Linked DNA regions of Rattus norvegicus: region 2 is linked to region 1. Evidence: chromatin contacts called from public Hi-C data. All regions are on one chromosome and are shown on one strand. Each heading gives the region's core, a stretch centred on a gene start, on an enhancer-like site or on the middle of the called end of the contact. The rest is flanking DNA. Distances are from core to core; before and after follow the strand shown.

Evidence for each region. A called contact is a pair of places that touch in the nucleus more often than the background predicts.
Region 2: a Hi-C map of hepatocytes shows a contact between it and region 1, with 2.7 times the contacts expected there. The contact joins the enhancer-like site here to the promoter of Nfia in region 1. A contact is called at or near these places in 8 of 12 Hi-C or Micro-C datasets (Schwann cells, frontal cortex, hepatocytes and 4 more) and 1 of 1 datasets of contacts at active chromatin or transcription factors (oligodendrocytes).

The regions. Positions count from the first base shown.
Region 1 is chr5:117,553,074-117,560,569 of GRCr8, forward strand. It overlaps Nfia (nuclear factor I/A), which reads left to right and starts at 4,207. Exons shown (of 11, transcript NM_012988.2): 1 at 4,207-4,388. The coding sequence starts at 4,362. LOC120103114 (a long non-coding RNA gene) reads right to left here. Exons shown (of 3, transcript XR_010066547.1): 1 at 4,846-7,496.
Region 2 is chr5:117,687,489-117,694,984 of GRCr8, forward strand. All of the region lies in intron 2 of Nfia (nuclear factor I/A), which reads left to right. Among named protein-coding and RNA genes, the nearest start is that of Nfia, 130 kb to the left of the region's middle. Within about 2 kb of position 2,848, at least 9 of the 93 cell types and tissues checked have an H3K27ac peak or open chromatin away from gene starts, as enhancers often do. A contact at or near this core is called in hepatocytes and liver, where this site is marked.

The sequences.
Region 1 (7,496 bases), core at 2,957-5,456:
CGGATTTAGCAATTACAATAGGAAAGAGGGGTTTTTGGTTGTTGTTATTTTCAGTTGAAAGGAGAAAAAAAGGCTGTTGGGGGGGGGTTGCATGGATCCTGTGTGCCTTTTAACTTTGCTCTTTTGGAAAATTCTGCTAGAGTAATATTTAACCTTGCATTAGTTGTTATTTTTAGCACTGGGGGAAGTTGGTAACTCATAGAAGGAGCAGTTTGGCTTCTTTGAGAGATATGCCTCAGTTTGGGACTGCGCTAGTGCTTCAGAACTTCTCACTGATTGTTTTAGAATCTTTGATGTATTCAAGGAGGAGATGCTCCAGAGGTGGATGGATTCTATAGATTTGAAAAGGTGGAGGAAGGGACTGAATTTTCCTGAATTCTACTGTTTCGGATTATGGTCAGTAGCAAGGAACATATTAAGAACCGCCAAGTTCACATTTCTTTGTGTTACCACAACAACCCTACTGGCGGATACATACATGGAAGATAACTGACTCCTGTTAGCTGAAGTCTGGCCTCTTGTTCAAGTCATTGCTATCTGCATGGTAGAAAACAACTGCCTTAGTTTGTCTTGGAGATGTAACTTGCAGCCTCTGGTTCAAATATATCAACCCCCTCCTAATTCTGTAGGGAATACATGGAACGTTATATGGATATTTTGCTTTTTAATGTGGATTTAATTCTCATCCAACTATTTCCTGAGGCTTTGGGCCTTCCAGACAAACCTTGTTTGGAAACTTGATGTGAAAACTCCCCAGTGTTCCCAATTCATCAACATGATTCAGTTTGGGGTTATATGCAAGTAAGAGAAATCTGCACACAAGTGACCAGCTAGTAAAACACCAAAAAAAAAAAAAAAATCAGTGAAGAAAGATGCTGGAAAATACTAGTTAAGAGTTAGTCTTGGCGATACTACAGAGCAAATGGTATTGTCACTTAGGAATCTTGGTCCCATTTTCACTACTTTGGGCATTAAAATCTAAATCACATTAATACAATTTCCCAACTAAAGGGGAAGGAGAGGTATTTCAGATGTACGTAGAAGTGAAACTTTATTGACGTAATTTATACATCTAAGAGGATTTCACTAAAGCTGGCAAGGTAACGTTTCTGCAAATAAAACAGTAAATGCAAGGCTGGGCTCTGGGCCAGGGAGAATATGGATGGTAGAGAGCATGGCAGCAGCCTCCTGTTTGCAAAGACAATCCGGTTTCAAGGCAGCCTCCTACCACTTGCAAAATAAACGATCGGAGTAATGTTTCCAATAAGGGTTTACCCTTCTTAACAATGGGTCATTTATATGATTGCAATAAACTAGTTTTCATACATCACCTGCGTTTCCTACACACTCTCTCTCTTCTCCCTTCTCTTTGCCCCTCCTTTCCCTCCCCCCTCTCTTTCCCAGATCTTCCTTCCTCTCCCTCTCTTAGTATCTCTGGTGAACTCTAGACAAGGATTTACTTTTGCAACCCAGAAGAGAGGAGAAAGTTAGAAATGCTTTTTATCCCGGGTCTGTCCTCTGAGGAACATCTGTTTCTTTGTGTGTTTAAATTTATGCCTGTTGGAGAGAAAGTTACCAGAAGCCATTCTGTAACTGTAACTCTTCTACGGTATTTTTCTCAGTCTAGTTTGCAAAGGCTGTAGTTGGAACTGGGCTTTGTAGTGTTCCCCCGCCTTCTACCCTCCTCCGGAGCGGGGGAGGGAGCGGGAGCTGGCACAGATAGGAGAGAAAGCAGGAGCGGATGTGGAGGGCTTTGGTGCTGAACTTGGATCCAGCCCTTGCCTAGAGGGCGCAAACAATCGTCCCATATCCAAAAGTCTTACGAAGGGCGCCAAAAGTTACTTAAGATAATATTGCTAACCGCAGAATGCTGGAAATCGCCGGCACATCCACTGCTGCAACAAAAGAAGTTTCTAAAGTGGAAATATCAGCATTCAGTTACTTTCCCCCATTTAAAAAAAAAAGAAGACATGGCGACAGGCAGTTATTTAAAAAAAAAATCCCCTTGAGAATCAAAAGTAAAATTCTTTGCTGTTTTGAAAAGAGGCAGATGTGAAGTGTATCTATACACACACACACACAAAAATCCACTTTGGAAGAGAGCTTCCCCAGAGCACACACACGGGACAATAACTTGTCACTGTGCCTCAGTTACATGTTGGGTCCCTCAGCCAGAAACTTCTGTCGAGGAAACTTGGAGAGTCTTGAAGTTATAGATCCCAGCAAAGGGTTTCGTGGCCAGGAATGCTTCTCTAACTCCTCTTAGCTTGGAGGACACTTCTTCCTTACTGAAAGCCTCGAGGAACCAAGGAAAAGCAGTTGCTTAGTTTGGGAAAATGGACGTCCTAACTAAAGGTTGAAGTTATTTCCTTCAATCCTTAATATGTAATCGGAATAATATGTATTCCAAGAATATTCAAGAGCAGGGGGTGGGTGGGAAAGAATGGATTCTTGGGCATTAGCCCTAAACGGGCTAGAGAACAAACAAAACTTTAGACTGCCCGACGGTCTGCAGCAGAATTTTCTAGTAGCATTCTAACCCACCCAGGGGGAAAAAAAAATCTGAATGAAAGTGATCATACTCCCTCACTCTCTTCTGTCGGGTGGGCATGCATGTAGACTCTAGCCCTGTCACCTCTGCCAGGGAGCAGACTCCTGATCTGTGTGCCAGTGTCGGAATCTGGGGGAGTTTTAAAGAAGGGTTGGTAAATACAGAAGACTGCTGCAAAACTTCAGGAATGAAAGGAGGAGAAAATGGGAGTTTGGAGGAGACAGATATAGTTTTTCCCCCTCTAGGAGAAAAGAGAGTCTAATGAGAAAGTGTTAAGTTTTTTCTTTAAAAAAAAAAAAGAAAGAAGGAAGGAAGGAAGGAAGGAAAGAAGAAAAAGCTGGAAGAACAGGCTTGTTGGCAACGTGCCAAACCCTAAAACCGCCCCCCCTCGCCAAAACAATACTTTTAGCAAACCTAAAATAATTGCAGGAAGCTCTTTTCCATCTTGAGAACTCTTACCTGGGGGAGGGAAAAGTGGGGATCCAAACAAGGTACCCTTCTAGCGTGTGTCTGGGGAACAGGGGACTCAAATGTTAGCCCATGTCTAGTCCTGGGCTCCCATTTGGGGATACAAACATATCCCTTTTCTAAGGGGGTAACTCTTTCACGGTTTTCCTTCTCAGTTATACAGAAAAAATGTCCCAGCTAAACCACTGTTGTTTCTGACGTGACAGAACTTTTTTGGGCGTTTGTGTTCAAACCCACCAGCTCCTGAGTTCTGGAAGAGAAGAGCGGTCGCTCACGACTCTCCGCCTTCCTTTTTCCAGATTCCCCCCCCCCCCCGCAATCTGGGGACGCTTTGGGGTGATCTTACTAGTCCCCCGCACCCAGATTCTGACTGCTATGGGGCCGTAGCTGTAAAGTTAGTAGGCTTTTGTGCATATTACCTCTGCGGACGACACTATTCCCACAGAAAGCTTCGCAGGAGAGATTACAATGCTTTGAGCTTTACCGCATTTCAGAGGAAGGGGGGAAAAGTTACCTAGAAGGTCTGATTTTTACAAGAAATTTGCATACATGCAAATGTACCGCGCGCCCTTCTCTGAGGTTCCTAGGGAGCCCACCCGGCGGCCCACGGGGGTGCGGGGCGCCCGGACAAAGTTGCCCCAATCGTCTACCGACGTCCGCGGAGGGCTGCGGCGCGGGTGGGGGGATGGGGAGGAGGAAAAGTAGTTTTGTTTGCTTAAGCACATCCTGTGGCAGCCTATAGCCGCCCGGAGGACACGCTGAAAACCGCTCCGCGCCGCGTTCCCGGGACCGCGCCGAGCGGGGCGGGGGCGGGGGCCGCGGGAGGCAGCGAGCGCGGAGCAAGCGGCGGGCGGGCGGCCGTGCAGACTGGGGACCGGTGTCAGCGCCGCAGCCGCCCCTCCCCCACCCGGCTCCCCCCACCCCACCCCACCCCATCCCCCCCACCCCCACCCCCCCGCGGCGGCGGCGCGAGCGGGCGGCGGCCGTGCGGTGCGGTGCAGAACGCGGCGCAGGCGGGCGCGCGGGCAGCTCGCGGGCACCCGGCCGGCCGGCGCGGGAGCGGGAAAGGGTGCGCTATGCCTTTAACGCCCGCGTACAGTAGACAGTATAGTGGAGTGTAGGGAAACTCTAGGCGGGGTTAAAGTTCAGCGCGTGGAGCGGCAAGAGCGCTGGCTGCTGCAGTTGAGCCGAGTTGGAAATGTGAACGCAAGAAGCAGGCTTGATTTTTTTTTCCTCCCCCCTCTCCTAGCTCTCTCCTCCTCTCTCTCCCTCTCGCACCCACACTCACGCACACCTCCAGCCCGCACACAGACGTGCACGCACCCCCCGCCGCCCGGCAGTTATGTATTCTCCGCTCTGTCTCACCCAGGTAAGCAGCTGCGGGGGCGCGGGGCGGCCGTGTGCCTCGGCGGGAGTCGTGTCTGCGCGTGTTTCTGTGTGTGCGCGCGCGTGTGCGGGGGGGTGGGGGGCTGCAGCTTTAAGAAAGTAACTTTGTTTCCATGCGGGTGCATTCCTCCGGCTCGGCCATTTGTGTGGGCACATGGCTAATGGCGCCCTCTTATTAATGCGTTAATTAATATCGGGGCGCCGGACTGCGGAGCGCCGGGTCTTGCGGGAGCCCCGCACGTGTGTCCGCCGCTGCAGCCCCTGACACGCTGCAATCTGGACTCGGTGTCTGCGGCGCGGAGCGCGGTGCCCGCGATTCCTCCGCTCCAGGGAGGGGCGGCTGAGCCCCGCAAACCCCGCACGCCGGCTGCACCCTGGCGCTCTGGCTGCCAGTGTCCTCCCGCGCCGCCGCGCCCCCCGCCGACGCCCCGAACTCTTACTTTTGTTTTGTGCCAGCTTTGCGGGCCGGCCCGGGCAGCGCCCCTCGGACGCGGCGGGCGGTGCGAGCCTTCGCCCGTGGGCTGCGTAGACTCACGCCCGGCGCCGGCCCAGGACCTTGTTGTCCCTCGCCTCCAGCCCGCGACCCCCAGGCGAAAGTTTAAGGATCCGGCGAGCCCACGCCGCGCAGGCCAGAGAGCCGCCGAGGCCGCGGGTCGGGCCGGGCTGGGCCGCTGCGGGCGGAGTGGGGCTCCGGCTCGAGGGCGAGCGGCGGCCAGGGCCGGAGTCGGCTGCTCCGCCGCCGCCGCCGCCTAGGCAAGCCCCAGGCGGCTCAGCAAGCAGGACCCGGCAACTTTCCGTGCAGCCCCACTCGCAGCGTGGGGCCTGGCGCCCCTCCGCCTGCCCCTCTTGCCCGAGCCTCCCAGCCCATCCCTCCCGGTCTAGTCTGCACCAGCAGTAAGGAAACACTGCTATTTTGCGGCTCCGGATCTAGTCCCGTTTGAATATATTATTTATTTTCTCTGACTAAAAGGCATAAAGTCAGAGTGATTTGCGCTAATTTTTTCTCTTTAAGCACGAGTCTTTATATGGGTTTAAACCATTGCACCCTGACCAGCAGTCACCTACATGAAGTTATATGCTTCTTCACGACTCCCTCAAAACCCTGCTACCACTGTGCCTTCAATGAGCTGGAGTAACGGTTTACCGGGAATACTTTGGAAGGCTGGACGTATCAGTAGCTTTTCCTCTCCACTGTAGATTCGGATTTATTTCCCATATGACTTCCCTTCTTACTGCAGTATCTAACAGTAATAACACTGGCTATTTGATCTCAGAAGACTCTTAAATGCATCTTTTATGTGGAGATGGTCTGTTTGGGATTTAGGCCTCACATTAATAATGGATAGCAGTTGTTTTAGTTATTGTAAAAGTCCACCCCTCCCCGCAACTTCCAAAGTTACTATTTTAGTAACTTGTGGAAGAATGGAATGAAACTTCTCCAACCACTTCTGGCAAGGTTCACAATTGCATATGGATAAGATGCAAAGTGTAAGATAATTTGAATGAATTATAGTCTGCAGTGAAAGTGCTGAGATTCGAAGGGTGAAATTCTAGCTGGCAAAAGTTTGCAACACATAGGACTTGTAGGTAATACCAGCATGCTGCAATGGCGAGAAAGACCCTCATGGATACAGCGTTGTCTTCTTGAGCGAGATTTGAAAAGATCAAAGTTCTGGTCTGGGGTTGTGTATTTCAGGAGCATACCTGCGAATCCATGCAGGCCTCGGGCACAGTCAGGGACTTAACAAGGTTAGCTTCTCTTGAGTTATTATCACATTAAGAAAGTTTTTTTTTTCTTCCCTTCTCTTTTCTCCCTCCTACACACTTGGCAGCTTTGATTGACGCATTCGCTGGGCCTTCACACCACTAAGAGAACCGCTTATTTGGTGTAGCAGTTTGTGAAGAAAAACGTACAATAAACAGGGAATAAAGGCTCGTGTGTTTTATGAGAGGGTCTTTAAAAGCTGATTTACAATTTATTTAACTTTCTGGAATATTTATAATATGTTAGAGCCAGTTTCAGAAAGAAAAACGTGGACCGTTTATTGCTCGTTTAAAAAAAAAAAAAGATCCAGTAAGCATGGTGACCAATGTGCTCTGAGAGTAAACTCAGCTTGCTTGTGTGCACTTTGAAGGGGCTTTACCTTGAGAATGCCAGGCCTCTTCTTATGACTGAGGATGGGCATATCACAACCAACTCAGGGACCTGCCTAAATACTGACAGTTCAGCAGAAATTTATGAGTAAACCTTAAAAAAAAAAAGTAGTTTCCAGCACTACCACTATTCTGTGGCTCTTAAACTTGGCCTGTTTTCAAACAGATCCACATTTTCGATGCTGGTTCATAGTAACGCGGCTTTGAAGCAGGTCCACAGGTTTATTTTTCCTGGTGATCTGTAACATTCTCATCAACTATGTCTGTAAAATATTACTTTTTCTCTTCAATATTTTTTGGAAATAATGCTCAGTTTATGGCGTTTTGTTCAGCAACATGATCCATGAGGACATACCCTCCACTACCCGCCCCCTGGATCATTTATGCTTTCCTCGGACATTTCCTGTAATTTTTTTCTTTTCTTTTCTTTTTTTTCTTTTTTGAAAAGTTTGGATGTTTGGGGAGATATTTCTGTCAATAGGTTGACTAAGTATAATGGTCATGTGAGTAAAGTTATATAAAATGCTGTGTACTTTTATTTGCATCCTAGAGACCTTTTGGGGGAATAATTTATTGTAAATACCTCTGATGCAAAGCTGGGGACACAGACTGTCCATGATGACCAGCTGACCTTATTTTCAGTTTATTTATTCTTTTTATGAAGTGATATTATGGACATTGGTTGGCAGGTGAACGCAATGCTTCCGAGCGTGAACTGCTGCAGTTTGCAGCTTTTAAGAAGTATTTTGGGAGGATCTTTGGGCTCATAGACACAAGTTGTTATTTAACCTGTTTATCGTCATTAATAAGGTAAAGCCTTGGCACGGATATGTTATATTTCGAGCTACGTGCATTATAGAATGGAGCTGAGTCTTCAAAATGAAAGCCTCCTTTTGGAGAAAGCTCACTGTGCAGCTTGAGGTCGACTTCAGGGATT
Region 2 (7,496 bases), core at 1,598-4,097, 130 kb after region 1:
GCTCTGAAGCCCCTTCTTATAAGGTCTCCATTCCTTTCCCCTGTTGTTCTCAGCACCCGGGAGGCTTAGTCTCAAGCTTTTCTGTGACGTTGTTGTTACTACCTAGAAACAGACGATTATTGTCAAGATTCACAGCAGAGGACTTTACCGAACACCTCTGCTTTAAGTCTGCACCATTTCTCCAAATGTTCCCATGTTGGCTCTTTCTTGCCAGCACTTGGGAGACTAAAGCTGGAAAATCATGAGTTTGAGGCGAACCTCAGCTGTGGAGATTTATAGTCCTTTTTGGGCTGTGGAGAGAACTGTTGTCTCTGAAATAACAAACAAACATCCCATGAAGAGGAATCAATGGGAAGGTTTTAACCTAAAATTAAGCATTTGCTAGGATAGCATTGCATAATTTTCTATGCACTTAGTATCTTTGGGGGGAGATTGGCGTGAGTAAAGCATGGGCAACTGTAGCAGTGTTTTTTTTAACGTTTTTTCTTATCTTCAAAAGAAGGTTTGCTTGTTCTCATCTAAGACTGACCTCATAGTAACTGAGGAAACACAATGGTTCTTTTCTACCAAATATGTATGTTTGTATCTTTGTACAAGTTTTAGATTCGTGAGTGTGTGCAGTCCCCACTGGAATGAGAGATAAAGTTATTCCAGTGCTTGAGCTATGCTGTGCTAAAAAAAATAAAACACTTTTTAAAAAACATACTAAATGCAACATCAATTCTATTCTAACAAGTAGACTGTAGTAATTCCAGAAGATTCAGCACAATTCATTAGATAAATGGCTTGCAATCTTAACAGACCATAAACATATATTTGCAAATTATTAAAAGTGAAACAAGGTCCTGGGTGTAATTCATGCAATCAAATTAGCTAATGCGTTCATTGGTGCTATGATTTGGAGGTAGGAGCTGCATAGCACACCTAGGCAAGTGCTCTACCACTGAGTCACTCAGCCCCAAGCTATTACTATGTTTCATATGCCCAGCAAAAGAAATGAATTGTTAGACATCCGGCAAAGATAAGCGGAGAAAACTCCAACTCTGGCAGAAACTGCTCTTTGTGGACTCCTTAATGTGGTGTGTGCTATCCTTACAGGAGTGTGTCGGGCTGGGGTTCCTCAGCCTAAAGCCTGCCTCATGCTATGGACCATTAGTGCCACTTGGGAAGGAACATGTGCCTCAGTAGTTAGCACTTAGGCTGTGTTTTAACAAGTCTCCAGATATGTATTTACATGATAGACTATACTGACACCTCTCAGTGTTATCTGTCAATCACGGTTTAATAATGCTCCCCGATACTGGGTTCGCTTTTATTGTCTCTCTATTTATTTTATATTTTCAGGAATTTATGGTCACCTGTCCCCTTGCCAGCCTACTGAAAGCCCACACAAACCTTGGCTTCCCAGGGCTGGAAGGGGTCTTTCAACCCTTGTGAAAGAGAAGGGCAGAAGTGAGGGCAAAGCCAGTTGGAAGGGATCGGCAGAGGCGCCTCCTCTCACGAGATGCTTTCATTATGTGCTTGGCAGCCACCTGCCTCCATCTTTTTATTTTCTTTTTTAGCGAAAGGATTTTACATCAGCAGATATTATTAAAAAGATTTTATTTAACATGCAGACGCATTTTGTGCGCAAGCGACGGCTTGCTCAAGAGTCTAGGAAGGCTTCGTGGGAAGAGCGCAGCAATCTTAGCCATATGTATCGGGCAGGTTGCCAGTTGTTGCCAATATGCCCAAGCCACCTGGCCGCGCACTCAGCCAAGTGTGCCACTGTGACCAGCCGGCTCGAACCTCGCTGCCTTTCAGAGCTTAGAAGCTCCGAAAGCCGGAGCTGTACTGTTTTGCCCCGCTGCCAGCGGCTCCCACTCCCACAAACTGCGCAGCCACACTGACCGGTGACTCACAAACGCCCATTTTCAAAGGAGCTCTCCCTTTGTTTAAGGCCCATTCACTGGTGTTGAACCCATGCCATCAGATGAGCCTGGAGATACTCCCTGGAACCTTCCCCCATATGCGGTAGACAGACACAGCCTGGCTGGCTGTTCTGGTTCCCAGCCTGTAGCGACGGGGTTTGAGATTCGGCCTCGCCAAGATTTGGGTTGGTTTTATTTGCCTCTGGTTTCAATTTTTATTTTGAGTGGTTCTGACTTTTAAATGTTTGGAAACGTCTGTTCATTTGCTTTTCCTCTTTTTTGTTTAGCATAGAAATCGGTCGAGTTGTTTCACAATTTATTTATCAAGCGTGATTTCATAATCTTTGGCAATCTAGGTCAGGCACAACCAGGGGCAGGCAAGATCTGGGCATAGGAACTTGAAGACTGGTTCGTTCCTTTTGCAAGCCGTAGTAGAGAAAAGGGTTACACTAGAGGTGGTCTGCCCTCTGTGAACAGAGCATGAGAATTGTATACACGCCTGTTTCCCTTTCTACCTTGGCTCCCAAGAAACTCAGAGATAAATTTAGTTCTTAACCTCAATAGGTGCTTAGGCATGATTCTGCTCCCGTTATGTGTTTTCTTCACGTGTGTAGTTTTTTGTTTATCTTTCTACCTTTTGTGGCTATAACTTGGGTAGAGGTATATTTAATATGATCATGAACCGTTAACTGTTTTTTTTTCAGAAGGTAGATAAGTAAATAAAACTTTGGCCTGCCTAGCTGTGGCTGCTGTGTTTCAGGCTGTTCTAGGATAAGCAGGTGTCTGAAGAGATCTGTGGCAATGCACCACAAAGGGTACATGAGCCTTTGGCCTGGGCGTGCTGTGATCTCCCGTTTGCTCCATGTAGGTTCGGTCTAGCCTGCCTTCCTCTCTCCGAGTCAGTGGCCACCATAAGCTGGATCTTGAGGATCTGTTTTGGCTCCAGTTTAATCAGTCTGGATGGATATTACTGACTAAGCTGACTCATTCACTCTCTCATAGAGAGGCTTCAGACTGCTTGATGATCCTGAAGATTTAAAAACAATATTTATTATAATGTCCCCTTTTTATTAAAATTATCAAACCCTTCAGGAAGAGCATGCAACTGTCGTCGAAGTGTGTTTCAGGAGCCCATTTTTCATCCCATTAATAAGGCCTGTTCAGATTGTAACATTTTGGCCAGTGTCCTGTGACACGCTCAACAAAGGCTGGAGCAAGGTGGAGTTGTACCAGCAAACAAGATGGATAGTTGGTGCCGGGGGAGGTGTCCCTGAGGGTTTCTGCAGCCTGTCAGAGAGGCTGCAGCTGTAACCACCCATCTGTGCATGCTTGGCTTAGACCATACTTCAGGACTGAGTGCTTACCCTGAGGAAGGTGTTCAAAAGAATTCACGGTATCAGTCAAATAATAATGCCCCGAACGTGACAGGACTAATGTGTGTAAAGGAAAGTTCCTGTGGTCCACAAACTGTTTACCTTTTGACAGATCTAAAGTTCTAAACCCTTTGCAGCATTCATCTTACTGTTTGTGTTCCTTGATTATAGTGAAAAGGAGTAGTGAGCCCTCAGAAGCTCTGTCATGCATAGCCCTAAGCATCTCTGTCCATGGGTAGCCTGAGTGTCTCTGTCCATGGGTAGCCTTGAGTGTCTCTGTCCATGGGTAGCCTTGAGTGTCTCTGTCCATGGGTAGCCCTTAGCATCTCTGTCCGTGAGTAGCCCTCAGTGTCTCTGTCTATGAACGTCTAAAATCTGTCATATACTAGACCCAGAGGCACATCTTAGAGAGTCTTCCCTGTCCACATCCTGACCTTGTGATTGAAGCTTCCTGTGTGTATCTGATCCTGAGTAGTATTGCCTTGATTATTTGAGGATTTATTTTTCTTTGAAAAACATTTGTGTGAAACAAGAAGCTCTATAATTCTGGACAACAAAAGGCTGTTAATTATTACTGTTTTGATATTAATTATTTGAGCCTTTAAAAGGACCCGATAAGAATCTATTTATAACCAAGAATGCAGACATCCTTCACAAATGATGTAAAATCATCTTCTGTTAAATATAGGGGAAGAATTAAACATATCACATCAGAATTGTCTGAAACAAACCATCCATGGAGTAAAGGTTAGATATTTTAAAAGGTTTGGTGGGGTTTTTTTTTTTGTTGTTGTTTTAAAAATTTCTTAATTTTGTAAGAAATTTTGTGTAAATTTCTGTGGAAAGCTTTACTGATTTTTACTGGGCTAAATGTAACTTAGAGATAGTCTTGGGAAAGTATCATGCGGCTTCCTTCTCTAAAGCCTCCCTGCTTACTCTTCCATATATTGTTAGAAGAAATGCTTACATTTCTATTTATGTTCGAAGTTTCGTGTGAGATTTACAGGTGAGAATTTTGTATTGCCATCTTCAATATTTGCCCAAACACAGAGGACCTGACCCACCCTTGCTGTCCCAGGCAAGATCTCACAAAGTGTTGTTTTATAAAAAGTCACCTTGGCTCTTACTAACTGGCATCTGCCCATTGAGCAGAACCGGACTATTCAGCCACGCACTGTCTCATTGACGAGCCACTATTGATTCATTCACTGGGCACCTAGAACCCCCACCAAAGCCGGTGAATGACGGGGCTCAGGATCAGGAGCCTGTGCCTTTCTTTTCTCCACAGCCTGTGCGCTTATCAGTCTTACAGTCTCATTTTCTGGAAGAGAACAAAAAAAGCTTTAAACGTTTGAGTTTTCTACCAAAACCAAGAATGCTGGCATGAAAACCTTGTTGGAAATAATTTCAAGCAAAAGGCATTTGATAAAATTTGACACTGATTCCAAACTTTCAAACATTGGTTGAAATCCAGCCACAAAGAAGCAAGTATCCAAATGACGATGCTGCCACCATTTACATTCCGTAGTGCCATGGGCTATTGAGGCCAACGCACTAAAGTCAAGAGTAAGGCAGAGATGGTGGTTGGTGTTCGGTGCTCTGCTGGAGCTTCTACGAACAGGAAGTGAGTCGTGGATAACACACGCAGCCTTGGAAAGAACGAACGGCCATCTTTATGTTGGCCACTACTGACACAAAGTGCTCAACCTTTTGGATTTATTATTAGAAGAAAAATAATATAGCAGAATATCTAGTTAAAAAGCAAACACCCACACAGTAAACTTTAATCCACTAGCTGTCGCCAGCTAAGAAGCTGTGGTAGAGAGAAGATGAAAAGAACGAAATCAGGAAAGCAATATGAGACAGAAAACCTTCAACTAACCAGGGAGTAGTTTGAAAATCCAGCCGTGAAGTGGGTGTGTTTCGCTAAGGAGGGGGCATGGATGGTCACAGGTGACAGCTAACAAGACCACCTGCAGCACAGACAAGTCAACCCTTTCTCCTTTAAGTTCCATATCCAGTCGCCATGGAGTTCTGGGGGGGGGGGGGGTTCCCTCTTCCTAGCGTGAAAACCAGCTATCACCTTTGTGAGTCCTTCTCTGTATGTTCTTTTCAGCCTAGCCTGTTTCCAGACTCCTCTGTTTGCCCCCATTCTTTCCACGCCATTCATCTCTTCGTTACACTGTTGCCAAGGTGATCTTTCCAAAGAGGAATTATCACTTCCGTCTGGCACCCTCTGTTGGCTTCTCATCATCTCCTGTAGAGGATCCAACCTGGTGCTCCGGTGCCACCATGGAGAATACCACGTTCCAGCTGTCTGATACAGTGCTGTTGGAATGCTTTCATTTCCCCCAAGGTGCTGTGGGTGTCGGGGCCTTGGAACTGCAGAATCAGTGTGGTGTGTGCATGTGTCTCTTTTCTGCTGAGGAAGATCTCCACAGCCTGGAAGACTCTAGCCCTTCTGAAGTTTTTAGTTTGAGCATGGAGTCATTTGGAAAACCCTTCCTGACACTCAGCATATGGGCCCTTTTCGCATCTTTTCTGTGACAATTCTCACAGTCTGTAGTGACCGTTGAACTTCACTGGATGCAGACTTCCCTGTGTCCCTGGTAGATGACTCCGGTTGGAGCATGGTTGGTGCTCAAGGTTATTTGTTGAAATGTATACTTAAAAAAATCATTTTCGAAACAAAGTTGCTTTTCTGAGAAAAATTTGCATGGATCTAATCATTTTCAGGGGTGACTGCTTCATAATTTCATGGTTGTTTTTTGACCTCTTAGAACCTAAGCAGTGACCAAAGATAAAACTTAGTATCACACAGTTTCGTGCCACTGCTTTAGCCTGACTGTTTTTTCAGCCAGAAAGTTTCATGCATTAAGGTATGTTTGTGTTTCCATGGCCTGTGCTAATTGTATCTTTCTGAGATGTTTTGTCTAGGTCGAGGGCTTCAGTTTATTTGCTGACACCTGAAATCATATAAGGAGATTTTTACATTGACTAATAAATGGTACAAAGTCATAAATATGTAAGCTTCAGATCCATTAAAATATTTATTCAAGTTCTCTTATTTACTCAGGGCTCAAGTTGGTACAGCTGTATTTCAGAAAGTTATAAAATGTCTTAGGTTCTAAGGAGACGGCCTAAGGTAGAGCTGCTCACCTGACAGGGACATCAGCCTGTAACTAAGTAGCAGGGCCTTTTAAGGAGGCCTGGCAAGTTCCCCACTGTGTACATAAGTTTTAGCGTTCGAGTGCTCTGCCAGACCTGCTCACCCACCAGTGATGGGTTGATTCATCACCAAGCCTTGGAGTTTCATATACTAAAATCAGAGTTTAGAAATTGGAAAATGCAAGGTCCATCTCCAGGATAACCTCTTTAATTGCACCCTTACTTTCTTAACGAGGCTATATGGGAAACAGTAAAGCCTGGCTTTGGGAGGCTCCCATGTTTTGCAGGCATTCCACAACCACTAATTACTCTATGCTCCCAAATATTCCTGTGTGATTGGGTTATACTCCTTTAAAGGAAAGGGGGGAATTAAGTCATAGATCACACATGTACATATTCATGTAAATCAGAGTAGAGAAACGTTGCATAAAATTTTATTGCCACTAGTTTGAGGTGACATGTTATAAGTGGCAAAGCCACAGCGAATTATTCAGGTCATCTCAACTAAATGCCAATAAAATGGTTTTCCCTATACCACCATCCAGCATTCTGCCTATGCAACACTTTTAAAGAGAGCCTATTTTAAAATTTTCCAGTGTGGTAAAAAGTTTTTATTGGTGCCATATTTCCAACTTGCTGGCCTGTAAATATTTATCCTATTAATATAACACAACATTTTTTTTTAAATTCACAGTAGGGGACCCTTTCCGAAAACATCTTTCTTTGAAATTTAGTCCATTTTTTTGATGCCTGAAGTATAGTTTTTAATGTTTTATTTTTCCCCATTTCAAAGCCAAATGTGGCTTGCCTCATTCCCCCAACACCTTCATGGGCATGTACACAAGACAATGCAATTTGTACTTTGTTCTAAACTCTCGCCTTTCTTCATAAATCCCTCAGACTCCTAACGTGGCTGTGCTAGGTTTGAACTCAGGATCCTGCCCCTGCTATGCAGGCACCACTCAGCAACCTTTCTGCTTCTGCCTTATTGTTAAATTCTGATGCTAAACTTAACTAATTGAGCTCATATTATCGTCTCCAAATT